Regions from separate parts of the Salmo salar genome. Here region 1 is linked to region 2. Evidence: chromatin contacts called from public Hi-C data. All regions are on one chromosome and are shown on one strand. Each heading gives the region's core, a stretch centred on a gene start, on an enhancer-like site or on the middle of the called end of the contact. The rest is flanking DNA. Distances are from core to core; before and after follow the strand shown. Region 1 overlaps LOC106568736 (formin-binding protein 1). Region 2 holds the start of LOC106568736 (formin-binding protein 1).

The links. A called contact is a pair of places that touch in the nucleus more often than the background predicts.
Region 1: a Hi-C map of blood shows a contact between it and region 2, with 11 times the contacts expected there. The contact joins the enhancer-like site here to the promoter of LOC106568736 in region 2. A contact is called at or near these places in 2 of 3 Hi-C or Micro-C datasets (blood and gill).

Annotation. Positions count from the first base shown.
Region 1 is chrssa01:153,799,237-153,802,088 of Ssal_v3.1, reverse strand. LOC106568736 (formin-binding protein 1) reads right to left here. Exons shown (of 19, transcript XM_045692406.1): 10 at 2,691-2,852. Among protein-coding and RNA genes, the nearest start is that of LOC123726834, 27 kb to the left of the region's middle. Within about 2 kb of position 1,463, at least 3 of the 13 cell types and tissues checked have an H3K27ac peak or open chromatin away from gene starts, as enhancers often do.
Region 2 is chrssa01:153,703,660-153,706,605 of Ssal_v3.1, reverse strand. LOC106568736 (formin-binding protein 1) reads right to left here and starts at 1,539. Exons shown (of 19, transcript XM_045692406.1): 1 at 1,222-1,539. The coding sequence starts at 1,245.

The sequences.
Region 1 (2,852 bases), core at 214-2,713, 96 kb before region 2:
AACGAACACACAGTCGGCCAACATACGCACTTACGACATGTTGACTAGCCTCGAAAGCGTAAGTGGGTATGCCCAGAGTCCTCCAGTCTTTGTGATAACAGAGCAAGCGAGGGCGAGTAGGAGGCTGCTGCCGTGGTTATGAAAGAGAAAACAGCTTCATCAATTAGCACAGGGCTACTAATGAAGCTAATGGGTTTACTACTCCCCCCCCACACACACACGCTCACTCATTCAAAGGCTTACATCATTCATCTCTCTCCCTCTCTTTCTTTCTGTCTTTCACACACACACACACTAACTAACTCTCATGACGCTGTCATCAGTTATCCTCACTCTCTCACACATACACTCTCTCTCACTCCCTCCATCTCTCTCTCTGTGTGTATCTGGAGTTGGATCAGAGGGCCGGGCCCCAGAAGGCTGAGGAATAACAGGCCCTCCCACTGGGGCATGCTGGGTGAAACATCCCTCTGCTGTGCAGCCCTCAGCCAGAGACTGAACCCAGAACCCCACCTACAGACACAACTAGCATGATATTAAAATACACACTCATATCACATTTTATATAACCGAGTCAATGAAAAAAAGTTATAATATGCTCAAAAACTGACATTGGTCCTCTCAAAGATACTGTATCAAGGGAAATAAACTTTTATTTCATAACTAATATTCTGCTTAGTACTGAGCTTTATTAAATTGATAATGTGAATATTTTCACTCATTAACAGCTCCTGTACAGTATAGTGCTGTACTACGATACATACTAATAACTAGACCAGCCTGACCCAGAGATGGAATACTTCTTTAAGAGGTATTTTGGATTACTATTAAACTGGGGTGCTGTCCACCTGAGCAGGCGTTAAAGCAATATGTCCGCCCGTGCCAGCTTGGGCAGAGCAGAAAAGACTATAAGGACACACCTGACGCCCAAACCGATATTTCATTTCAGAATTCATAAAAATGTGGTTAAGGTAAGGGTCAGTTTTGGGCTAATCGGTTTAAGTGCCAGCTGTGTCCTTATCTCTCAAGGAGCTCTTGTTTTGAATTGACTTCTCTACTGTTCTTAAAAAAGGTTGAAAATAAAGTTTAACACAAAAATAAAGTGTAAACGTATTCTTAACAATGTTAATATACAGACAAAAAAAACAGAAATACTAAATCAATATGGAATATGAAAAGGGTTGAAGATGATTGAGAGATTCAGATATAGCGATATGAATCTTAAAAAATAGGTAATCTGGTGCTCAATACGTCACCCTGACCGACCAAAACAAAAACCAGAACTTTCTTATTCTCCCTTCCCCGCAATACAGTACTACATAAAAGGAATAAAGTAAGGGACTAACTTAAATGTGCAACATTGACAGAAAACAATGCTTCAGATTAAAACCACTACCCTGGCCTGCACGTTTAGAATATGACTGTTACTCCACTTCCTCTATTGAAGACGTTCACTTCCTGCTAGATTCGCCCCATTTCCTCATTCTCCTGACCTTCAATTATTTCCTCCTTGATAAGGTCCCAGAGAGAACATTGTTTTACTATTACTACTATTTATCCTCTGATCTTATAGACGTCATACGTTGTGGGCCGAGATATGAGAAATGTATGGCTCTGGTCCATTCCTTCTGTTGCCCTTCAAAAGATAGGAACATAAACAAACTTTATTCGTAGAGGCCGGAAAGAACACGTGAGCAGCCTAGCCCGTTCCTGAGGTCAAGAGGAGCCTTGTGGGGCGCCGTGGGCGTGGCCTGACCTGGACAGGGATCATGGTTTAGGAATAGAAACTCAGCGTGACACCAGATAGCTGCAGCGTGTCTGTCTGCAGATAAAGAGGGTGTGTTGAACCTCAGGGGCTTGCTTCTAAAATAGCACTTCTAAAAGCCGGGGCCTGGCCCGACAGACTCAGTGACGCAATCAGCATACAGCGCAACATCATATTCAAAATACTCTGACTTTTGACTTTATGCATAATCGTTATACATTATACTGTTATTGATTTTCAGTTCGACCCAGATAGGCTGTTTAGGAGGAAGTCATTCTTGACTAAAGAACAAAACTTCTTCCAGTTGCTTATACTCTCCCCATTACTACTTCCAGCAATGTATTACTTGCGATTTCCTTCATTGCATCATCATGGCAACACTTCAAGGAGAGCTACAATATAGCAGGACACCTACTCATGTCTGTCATGAGGAGGGAGCTCAGACGACACGGTCATTGTGTGTGAAGAAGTTTTAGAGTTCAAAGTGGAGAGTTTGAGTTTATGTCTGGAGAGAGACTGACACAGACTGTGTGGTTCTGGTAGAGCAGAACTATGGAAGCATGCTAGAGAGAGCGGTACACAGAGACTGATACAGGCAGAACGCTGAATGGAGGAGGCTGGAGGATAGACAGATGTCCAAGATAGATTTGGCCCAGTACAGTTTTTATTAATTTTTGGTTGAGATGATTCCCCAATGTTCCAGAGATAACATGAAAATGATGATGTAATACACATAATATATAGCCAATTAGTGATTAATAACAGAAGAATATAGGCCTAATGTCAACACCACCTGATGAACCTCCGCCATACAGCGGCGCTACAGAGCCCGGGGACAGGCGAGCACACACGCAACACACACACTCTCCACACTCTCTCTCACACACAGATGACCACATCCACAGCACGACACACACACACTTACCCCTCGCCTCAGGCTCCGGAGGCAGGTCATTTTGGGTTTGGAGGCCATGAACTCGTTGAAGCGGTTGGAGAGGGGCTCCTTGTTCTGCTTGGGAGACTGGGGGTCGTTGGGAACAGCACAGGGTGAGGGGGGGCTGGAGGCTGGGGGGCCGGGGGGGGGCTG
Region 2 (2,946 bases), core at 290-2,789:
CTCTGCAAACAAAATCTAATGTAATCCTTTTTAGATGTAATTTTCATGCAGCAAAATGTGAAGACTGTGCAAGGGGTGTGTAGACTTTCACTAGCAACTGTTTGTAGGAGCATGCAAATGTAATCCCACCCCCTTAATTGTCATTATCATAGAATGTTTTAAATGTAAAAAATCATTATTGATGCAAAAGATTATATTAAAATATGTTAAAACAGCTTTCGCTAAATCAAGCGAGTTCATGTCAATCTGTGGCACAACCGGTTTTGATTATGATGCTGTCTTGGTTGTATGTGTGAGACATGGGAGGAGAGCTGACTGGCTGCATTGTGAAGATCAGCTGTCATTTGGCTGATTGCAACATGGCTGACAATGACAGCACAGTGTGGTGTGTGTAACAGTAGCTTCTGAAAAAGTAGCTTCTGAGAAGCCACAGCCCTATATCCTGTCAACTCAGACCTTCCTATTAAGACTCTCCTTGTTCTATAGTGTGGTTCCAAGACAAATCCATTTAGACATAGGACATGTAATGTGTGTACAGCCTACATCTAGCCTAAACAAAACGTCATAAACACTGACTGCATCCCTAATTTTCAGCTACAATGCTGACTGCTCTGCTGCTGTTGTTGTTTATTTTCATACAAGCATTTGAGTATTCTCAGATGACCCAGGTACCACACCAACAAGCATTAAATTACATGAAATAAATGTGTTAGTATTATAATGCCTTCCGCTTTCTCGATCACACGGGAGACAAATATGGTCTGGAATGGTAGTGGACTAGCTGACCTACAAGCACTGCCTGGACTCTATAGTGAAAAACATCAAGTGGCGGTGTGTTTTATAAAAGCATGTTAGTGTTATGTTGTGTTGAATTGTATTGAATTGAATTGAAAGCGTAAAATAGCTCAGTGTGTATCGTTTTTATGATGTAGGCTACAGTAGGCACACATGCACATCGGTCTGGACAAGCTAGCTAGCTACACATCAATGGCCTACATGTCAGTTAGGCAGGGAACATGACAGACTTCCAATTGGAATTAGCCTTCATTGGGATGAACTGATTGACGACTGGGAAAATGGACGGTGTAGCTTGTTTTGCAGTTATTACAATGTAGCTAATAAACATTCGGGCTTGGTTTGCGAGCACTGTTGAGTCGTCGGGCTGTTTCTCACTATCGATAGCCACTAATAGTGGCTAATAAATGAAGAGATTATTCTTACCCATAGCTCTGACCCCCAGCTCATGGTTCCAAAGCGATTTCCTCGTAATAATCCACGATTCAGACGGGGTGTATCGAAACCACTGAGTCGGGTATAATTGTTTTATTTCTTTGAGGTAAACGGTCTCTTTGTGAGCGCCTTCGGAATGTGTCCTTATTCCCTCCTTGTGCGTAAATGCAAGATTTTTTCACCTCCTCATTCTGTCTGTTTTCTAAAAAATGGACAGAAACCACAACATAATCTTCAAACTGAGTGTGTGTGGCGCTGTGCTGTTCGGTGCAGAGTGCGGGCACCCGCTTTTCAAACAAGAATGACAGCTGCTGAGGCGCGTGCATTCATAAAAGGCACAAGAGGAGAAGTAGCGGGGGATCGTTGGGGCGATGGTGGATCCACAGATGGTTGTTGTCTGGTGATGAGTAATTAAGATTGTTTTTGTGTGGAAATGGGTAATTACAATGTTATGATTTGCATTTTACACTATACGCTGACTGCCACGGATTATTTAAAGGCCCTGTTCAGTCAAAAACGTGTTATTTCTGTGTTTTATATATATTTCCACACTAAAAGGTTGGAATAATACTGTGAAATTGTGAAAATAATGATTAGTTTAGTGTAAGAGCTTTTTTGAAAAGAAAGCCTGAAATGTCAGCCTGTTTTGGTTGGATGGAGTATTGGCCTGCCTGGTGATGTCACCAGGCGGTAAGTTAGGTAATAGACCAATAAGAAATAGAGTTCCAAACAGTGGCGGCTCCCTAGAGGAGGAAGGGGAGGACCATCCTCCTCATTGAATTTCATTAAAAAAATGTAATTTTGAAACATTTAAAACGTTTCCTTTTTGATAAAACTATATTAAATATATTCAGGTCAACAAATAATTTATTAAAACACACTGTTTTGCAATGAAGTTCCACAGTAGACTCAACAGCACTTTCTGGGGAAGCATGGTTCTCATGGTTCTCACCCCATTCCATAGACACAGTAATTATGACAACTTCTGGAGGACGTCCTCCAACCTATCAGAGCTCTTGTAGCATGAACTGACATGTTGTCCACCCAATCAAAGGATCAGAGAATGAATCTATTGCTTAAAGCATAAGCTACAGCTAACTATCACTGCAGTACATAGAATATGGTGATTAGTTGACTCAAAGAGAAAGACAATAGTTCAACAGTTTTTAACAAAATAATTTCCTCAAAAATGAATGAGAAGCAAGAGAGACCGAGAGAGATAGCTATATTTCATTGTCTATTTTTTCACTTTCACTTACTTAGCTAGCGAATGCAGCTCAAACAGAGAGGGATACTATGTTAGCTAGCTGGCTATGGCTATTCAACACTAGAACTCTTCCAATTCAAGGTAAGCTTTTGGGTTTATTCATTTATTGCCATCGGGGCCCGCCGGTGTAACTGCTAAACTGCTTGCTGTTCACTGTACTGCATGACTGTAGCGGGTTTACTAATGCGTTAGTTCTAGTAGCTATGTTGACTATGACGTTAGCTAATATGGTAACGACAATGTAGGCTGTGTGTCGCAGTTAACGGTTATGGTATGAAGGTTTGGCTTGGAAAGGATTTTTCGTCTGGTCACGGACAGCTGTTGTGTTGTGCACTCAAGTCCACAAGCAAAGGGAGAAGGTGAAAGGGGGATAGATGCGAGAAGAAATTATACAACGAGCAAAGTGATCATGCTGTTAGTATGTGGCTGCTATGAAGGTGAACTGTGTT